2 separate regions of the Zea mays genome follow, and region 1 is linked to region 2. A link is a contact called in public Hi-C data. All regions are on one chromosome and are shown on one strand. The core of a region is the stretch at or near the end of the contact, and the rest is flanking DNA. Distances in the headings are between cores, read along the strand shown.

The links. Hi-C and Micro-C count contacts between places; a contact is called where the count stands out from the background.
Region 1: a contact with region 2 is called in a Hi-C map of endosperm, with 2.6 times the contacts expected there. The contact joins the promoter of LOC103629136 here to the enhancer-like site in region 2. A contact is called at or near these places in 3 of 25 Hi-C or Micro-C datasets (ear, endosperm and leaf).

What each region holds. Positions count from the first base shown.
Region 1 is chr6:28,644,485-28,648,592 of Zm-B73-REFERENCE-NAM-5.0, reverse strand. It overlaps LOC103629136 (heat shock protein 90-6, mitochondrial), which reads right to left and starts at 2,228. Exons shown (of 20, transcript XM_020539737.3): 1 at 1,866-2,228. The coding sequence starts at 1,976.
Region 2 is chr6:28,543,168-28,547,571 of Zm-B73-REFERENCE-NAM-5.0, reverse strand. No RefSeq gene overlaps it. Among protein-coding and RNA genes, the nearest start is that of LOC103629136, 100 kb to the left of the region's middle. Within about 2 kb of position 1,976, at least 18 of the 20 cell types and tissues checked have an H3K27ac peak or open chromatin away from gene starts, as enhancers often do. A contact at or near this core is called in ear, endosperm and leaf, where this site is marked.

The DNA.
Region 1 (4,108 bases), core at 979-3,478, 100 kb before region 2:
CTGCATCATCAGAATTATCTGATGCAACCTGGGGAACAACTGACGTCACTACCCAAAATAATTTTAGGTCAGTGAGCCACATGTGAGTCTTAATCTGCCAGCGCTTAAGGCTTGCGCCGTCGAACGCTTCAGGCTTAATGACATCAGAACTGGAGGCCATTATAGTAATTGGTTTTCTGGAACAGAACCTTGTGTTCGCTGAGCTGGTCTTCCCACGTAGACAATCTACGTGTTGTGAGTTACTCGTTGCATCTCTATATTTATTGAATAATTTTGTGCAATCTGCTAGTATTATTTACTTGGGTGTGATTGCACAATCTGTGGGCGTATTTGATTGCTCGATGATGATAGTTGTGTAGTGAGACGACGTGACAGTCTGGGTTTTAGTGTATTGTTATTTTCAGTGGTAATATTATTTATGCCTAGTAATTTCTTTCACTATTGTGCAAGCTGATTATTTAAGTTCATTATTGTTCCTTAATTCTTGTGCACAATGTTTTGATCTTGATATTCATGTTTGATTTCTAGGCTTATAATATTTGTTCTAAAACCATGATTTAGTAAGATAGGACCAATGATTTCAAGTCGTCCGACTAATCGCGATTAGTCGGGCTGGTCGGTAATTAGGGTACAATTTGCTGGACGACTCGACTAGAATACCTAGTCGTCCTGGTCGTCTAACTAATCGTCGATTAGGGCAACTAGTCGTCCGATTTATGTAACCTGGTCGTCCCGGGTAGGGTTTAGTTATTGGGCCTTTTTTAACCCATCTACAGTATAATTTAGAGCACCCTCTCCTGTTCTAACCTAGCCGCCAACACAGTCTCCAGCCGGCTCGTCTCCTCTCCTCTCCTTTCTTGGCACCGCCCCTGTAGTCCTGAACTCCTGATTTGTCGGCGGCTACAACACCCTGCTGCAGTCCTTCTCTTGCAGTCTTCAGGAATCAAGTGTTCAAGACTCAAGAGGTAGGTCTGCAAGGTTGATGGACAGATGGAGAGATGAAGAATTGGAGATTATGCCATTATGGGATGTCACATGTCAAGTTCAGGTAAGTCACAAATCAAAATGAAGCAATATGTTACTTTGTTTATCCTAGTTGTTTGTTCTAATTTATATAATGTATAATTGTATACAGGTATATTTATATATATATACCTATATAAGTATAGCTACTAGTCTAGGACGACCAGGGACCGACTAGGGGTCGACTAGTCGCCCTAGTCATCGCCTAATCGCGACTAGTCGGTTGGTCGGTCCCGAGGTTCGACCAGGCGACTAGGCGACTTGAAATCATTGGATAGGACTGTCACGTTAGTCGAGGATCTCTGATCACCATTTAGCGCTGGAGGGCTGTTTATTACAGCAACCCGCTGTTTTGAGAGCAATATAAAAAGATAAACAATAATGTTTATGTGCAAAATATGTCTGCTTCATCTGCAAGCCATGTTTAATTTTGAAATAGACCTGGGCAGCTATTTTACATGTTTACATGTTCTAGAATTGCTATTGTTCATTGTTGTTATAATTACATATTGCATTTATCTGAGTTATATGTTTGTTTTATTCGGAATTAGAATATTTAATATATTTAAATATAAAGGAAGCATGTCACTCATTTCTCTAATTTTACAATAAATTGATCTGTGCCTATTAGAATGATCCAGTTCCAAATATACAAAAGAGGAATAAAATTCAATCAATATAGACGCAAGTGGTGAATGACAGGAACGCGATAGAATCAATAACCTTCCCCTAAACCGAAGCATCAATGCAAGACCAAATCAACGTACAACGCCCAGATTGATGTGTATACGGACCTAACATGGCTAACCGCCATCAATAAAGAAAGCAAAAAGGATGGCTACACTTATGGGGCGGGCCGGCACTGAGGCGTCGGCGGTGACGGCGGAGGCTACGCCGGCAGCCACGCGGCTGCGGGCGGCGGCACTGAGGGATCGCCTAGAGGCGCCGAGCATCTTTCGCTTCTTCAACCACGCAAATGGCGAGGCCGCGGAAACAAGCGGGGGCTCGGGCGGGGCAGCGAGTGGACAATGGAGATGACGATGCCACAAGGGTTTTTGGAGGAGGCTAGGGTTCTGGGTAGCGATGGGAGAGCCAGTGATGGCGTGCGTCTTGCAGGCAACAAGATGGGAGAAGGGTTAGTTGCTGACAATGAGGGCCCACCGATGAGGTCGGGGTGTCAGTGGGTTAGTAGAGGAATGGGGATTGAATTGGTGGTGGATTTAGGAGGATATATCCGGTGCATATGGGGCACATATTAAATCATCACCACTCATTTTAGGTCTAACGTCTCTAATTAGCATTCAATTTACAAATAACACCACCACGGTTGAGGGTGTCATTAGCAAAATATATCACAATTGAGGGTGTTATTAGCAAAATATATCATACAACTAGAGACGTTAGATCTAAAATGTGTGGTGATGATTTAATGTGTGCACTATGTGCACCAATCTTATATGTGCACTAGATATGTTCTCTGGATTTAGACAGTGTTTGGTTGAGTAGTCAAGTAGAACGGAGTCGTTCCATCCTTGATTCTAAGAATGGAGCCGTTCTGTTTTGTGTTTGGTAAGTTGTAACGGAACGGCTCTATTTTTTGTTTGGTTGTAGAGTGAACTGGAACGGAGTGGCTCTGTTTTTTGTTTGGTTGCAGAGGGAGGCGCGCGAGCTGCTGCGCATGGATGGGAGGGCGAGCTGTGGGAGCGGGCTGGGAACGGAGCGGCTCCGTCCTATTGATTTTTTGGAGTGGGATGGTTCCGGATCTGAGGAGAATATTTTCTAATTAGAGTCACTCTATTCTAGTTACTTTGTAACCAAATAACAATAAAATTGGGACAGAACAGTTCTATTCTATTTGACTCTTCAACCAAACACTACCTTAATGGTTTGCGGGGAAGGTTCTGAGCGTTGCGTGGGAGAAATGCTGCGCCAGCTGCAGCCACCAACAGCTGTACATACAGGCGTTGTTGACATGCGGCCATGAGGCCATGTACAATCCTGACGATATGATCCGTTTTCAAGTAAAAGAATCGTTAGATAATAAATATACTAAATCCACATTATATATATACATGGAGTCTAGTAGAAACGGACTCTATGTGATAAGTTTGTCTCTTATTTTTTTCTATTTAGTCTTTAAAGAACCTTCATTTAATTGAGTTGTACATGCACTAAGAGGTCTCCCGGTCCCAAGGTTAAGATAGGATATGTCTCACAAGTTAGTAGAGTAGTCTCCGGTATATTCGCTTGACTTTAATCTATACCGGCTTATACTACTTTTACAGTGATTTGTCCCTATAGATTACAGCTGCAGCAGTTCAAACAGCTGCCTTTAATCCGAAGCGGTTTCCCTTACTAAACTTTACTTGTCACATTAGATGTTTGGATGCTAATTAAAAGTATTAAATATAGTCTATTTATTAAACTAATTATATAGATAACGACTATACGATAAGATGAATTTATTAAACATAATTAGTTCATGATTCGACCATGCGATGCTACAGTAAACATTTACTAATCATGCATTGATTAGACTTATGTTGACACGGATCTAGGCACCAATCACTAGAAGTTGTTCCGCTTGGCGAGCTCTCTGTAGCGGTGTAGGCGATCCGCAGCCTAGGGCCAGATGGTCCGCGATCAGGCACTAGGAGTGAGTTCCCCTGCGTAGAGTCGGACGGTCCATGCCTAGTGGTCGAATGGTCCGCGTGTGCACAGGGGTGGCGGCGTTCGCAAACAGCACTAGGATATTGCCTCTCGGTACGGACCCGTCAGGAAGGAGTGACCTTAGGGTTTGTCTTGGGATCGGTAGGCCACCCAAGACACCTCCAGACGACGTAGAGTCGAAGAGAGGTGAAGAAGGCTAGGTTATTGTCTACTCTTAGGGCAAAAAGTAAAGGAACGGGAGGTATATTGATTTTGTTTGATTGTTGATGTGCGTAATCGACCGTACCCCTTCATATATATATATATATATATATATAAGTGGGAGGTCTGGACCCGTTCCTAGTCGTTCCTCAACAGAATCCACGAGTTTAGATGAATAATCATGCGCGAAAAAGAGGTTAATCACGTCTGATCC
Region 2 (4,404 bases), core at 727-3,226:
AAAACGAAATAGAGCGCGTTACTACAGTCACGCGAGGAAAAAGAAGTGTCGAACTCGAAGCGTCGATCTGGAAGATATCGCGTTTACGCTAAATAAACATTAAGTAAAACATTTAATTCGATATTATCAAATATAAATTATAACTGCTATTTAGTTCTGATTAAATCTGTTACGCTAACAGCTGTCAAATAAATAAGTAATTTAATTAACACAAGAGATTCTCAGCGATGCGAATTGACGATGCACGAAACAGCATGACAACGTGCGAACGACGCGCGGACAGGCGCGACATCGCACGCTGACGACACACGAAACAGCGCGAACGAGCACGCCATCACGTGCGGAACAGCACGCGCGACAGACGAGGAAAACTAAATAAGTGACACGTTTATACTAAACAAATATTAAATAAATAGAAAGTAGTTAAGTTAATATTTACCATGTTAATATTTATTATAAAAGCGCAAATTGAACATTACATATTTAATCTAACTGAGATATTAATCTAATAAATATTAGTCGAGCAAACCTTAGGTTGATTATCTAAAATATATGACCTGACGAATTAATCTTATAACATGAGTGTTTATAAGCGAAAATAATTTATTATCACACGTAGACGCCACACGACACACGAAACAACATTGCGGCACGCGCACGGCGTGCGGCAACGCGTGTGAATGGCACGCGCGACATCCGCAAAACAACGCGCACGACCGTGCGCGACACGCACGAGTCAACGCGACTATGCGCGTAAATAGCACGATGACGCGCAAACGATGTCGTGCGCCAACAACGAACAAATAAATAATTAGTTAAAAGCATTTAAGCTGGTGTTAATCAAGTTAACTAATATTTATAGTTATAAAAGCACGAGTTAAAACTATATACTCGTTCTAAATAAATTGTTATTTTATTAACCCTAGAATAAACCAATAATTAATTATACAACTAAAACATACGACCCGACAATAACGAGCGCCACATGTGGGGACAGCGTGCGCGTCACGCAAACAGCACGCGACCCGCGAAAACGGCGCGACGCGCGAACTACTACTAAACCGTGTCGTATTTATTCTACACATAAATTAAATGCAACACTTAAGTTGACATAACCACAATTAGAGGTATTCATCGCATGCACCGATAGAATTAACACTTAGTTCTGATTGATTTACTACTCAGTTAATCATCGTTTAATTACGTAGATTAATTAACGTGAACGATTCTAGACGAAATAGTTTATTGTCGCGCGACATGACACGCAACACACTAAACAAGGTGCGCGGAACGGCGTACGCGACAGCGCACGTCGACACGTGTGAACGACACGCACGATGCGTGCGAACGGCACGCGCTGACTTAAACGTGCCACGCGAACAGCGCGCGAACGACTCGCCCAAACGACGCGCGCGAAACAGCGCACCAGACAGTATGAGCAACTAGAGCGAATTACGCGCGAACCAGCACGATACCGCACGCGGAACAGCACGCGCGAACGACGCGCGACAACGCGATAATCGCTAACAAATAACGTGTTTATAATAAATAAGTATTAAATGAAAAGTGTTTAAGTTGGTATTAATGACGTTAACATATATTTATAAAAGTGCAACTTAAAACTATAAATTAAATTGCTATTTTAATAACCATCAGACCAACCATTAAATAATTAATTAACTGAAACATGCGCTACGACCAAAATTATATTCTTAACGTGTACACGACTTTATTGGGAAAATAACACGACTGGAATGGAATAAATTGGACGTGAAAAGATAACGCATATTTAATAAGTCGTGGATTAAAAATAATGTGGTGCAATTTGATTGGTCGATAGGTTGCCACGCGGAGGATCATAGAGATCACGGCCGCAGAAAATCCATGGGATGGTACAATCGTGCAGCATGCAATGTCCTGGCATGCGGTGCATGTAGTGGGGCCCAGTTGGTCTTTTTTCCAAACCCACGGCAAGGAAAAAACGTGGGCAGTAAATCGCATACAAGGTGGGCCCTAAGGGCCGTTTCCTTTTCCTGGTGGCACGGTGCGGTGGTTTTCTTCTTCCTTGGGAAAAAAACAGAGAACGACCATGGGGGAGGAGAGGGGATCGGCCATTGCTATGGAGGAGAAGCGAGCTCGCGCAGGGAGGGGGCGCTCGAGCGGGCTCCGCGCCCCAAAAACACCTGGGCAGGGGCGAGTTCGGCAGCGCCCAGGGACTCCAGGCCGCGCGCTAGGGCTGGGCAGCGGCGGGGCTCAGACGGCCGGGAGTGGAGTTCGTCGGGGCACTGGCCGCCGGGGCTGTCCGCGACAGTCGCGCGCTGGCAACGCGTCGCAGGCCGCCGGGCCACGCGCTCGCTGCTGCGCGAGCTCGCTGCCGCGCTGGGCGAGCCGCTGGCTGGCTGCGCCGAGCTCGCGGAAGGGGCAAGGCAGGGAGGTTGGACGCGCTGAGGGAGCAGGGGCTGGGGCGCGAGCATGGCTGGCTGCGCCGCGCTGGGGCTGCAGGGACGCCGCGCCGGGGCACGGGACAGACGCGCAGGGGTGGGCTGCTGGTCGCGCAGGGAACGGTCGCTGTCGATCGCCGAGAACAGATGGGCGGGGAGTAGGGGAGGAAGGAGATGGAGGGGACTCACCGATGCCTGGTAACCGCCGGGTGCCTATTCCTGCATGATTTGGATCTGGGGGAAGACGAGGGGTTATACAACGGCGGGGTGGGTTTATATAATAAAAAACGAGCGCAGGATATGGTTGCCCAATTTATCGCAGAATGCGTCGCGACCGAGCGAACGAGGCGGTTGCGAACACAACGACGACAAACACGCGCAACACGACGTTTGCGAGGGAAGACATTTTAATGATCCCGCAAAAAGGACACGGGATCTAGAACGGGCTTGGCGAGAGGAATCGTTTATATATATTATCGACTTTCCAAGGTTTTGTAGTTTTCGCAAATACTAAATTTTAGGTATTTTAATCAAGATTAGAAAAACTAAAATTCATATTTTAGTACTCGAAGAAACGTTTCAAAGATTCCCAAAAAAATTCCGGAGACAAGATCAAGATAATTCGATATAGTTTGAAAAATCTTTACATCCATAAACACTATGCAACGACTTGAATGCAACAATCAAAGTTTCTCTAGGATTTTATTTTACTATGCCAAAAACTCATATATATATATAATAAAATAATTCTCCATTATTTAGAAAAAGAGGAGAAAAGCAGGTAAAGAAGAGGGTAACACCTGAATTTGGTGTATATTAGAAAAGAAATTTTATACCTCCAAATTCAGGGTGTTACACGTGGCCTTCGTGTTCGTCCCGTGCCCAGGTCGGGTGCGCTTGCAGTAGGGGGTTACAAGCGTCCACACGGGAGAGGGAGCGAGCGGCCTCACGCGAGCGCCTGACTCGTCCTCGTCCCCGCGCGGCCAACCCTCCCTAAGAGGGCCCTGGTCCTTCCTTTTATAGGCGTAAGGAGAGGATCCAGGTGTACAATGGGGGGTGTAGCAGAGTGCTACGTGTCTAGCGGAGGAGAGCTAGCGCCCTAAGTACATGCCGTTGTGGCAGCCGGGGAGATTTTGGCACCCAGCTGGTGTGATGTCGTGGCCGTCGGAGGAGCGCTGGAGCCTAGCGGAGGGACAGCTGTCGGAGCTGTTGAGTCCTTGCTGACGTCCTCTTGCTTCCGTAAGGGGGCTGAGAGCCGCCGTCGTCACAGAGTATGCGGGGCGCCATCATTGCCTATCTGGCGGAGCGAGCCAGATGGGACGCCGGTCTTGTTCCCCGTGGCCCGAGTCAGCTTGGGGTAGGGTGATGATGGCGCCTCCTGTTGACGTGGCTGGTCTGCGCCCTAGGTTGGGTGATGTGGAAGCTCCTCCGAAGTCAAGGTCGAGCCCGTCTTCCGTGGCCGAGGTCGAGTCCGAGCCCCTGGGTCGGGCGAGGCGGAGACCGTTGGCTGAGGCCAGGGCGGAGTCCGAGCCCTGGGGTCGGGCGAAGCGGAGTTCGTCGTCTTCTGGGGCCGAGCCCAAGTCCGAGCCCTGGGTCGAGCGAAGCGGAGTTCGTCGTCTTCTGGGGCTGAGCCCAAGTCCGAGCCCTGGGTCGGGCGGAGCGGAGTTCGTCGTCTTCCAGGACTTAGCCCGAGTCCTAGCCCTGGGTCGGGCGGAGCGGAGTTCGCCGTCTTCCGGGACTTAGCCCGAGTCCGAGCCCTGGGTCGGGCGGAGCGGAGTTCGCCGTCTTCCGGGACTTAGCCCGAGTCCGAGCCCTGGGTCGGGCGGAGCGGAGTTCGTCGTCTTCTGGGGCTGAGCCCAAGTCCGAGCCCTGGGTCGGGCAGAGCGGAGTTCGCCGTCTTCCGGGACTTAGCCCGAGTCCGAGCCCTGGGTCGGGCGAAGCGGAGCTTCCTATGGTGCCTGCG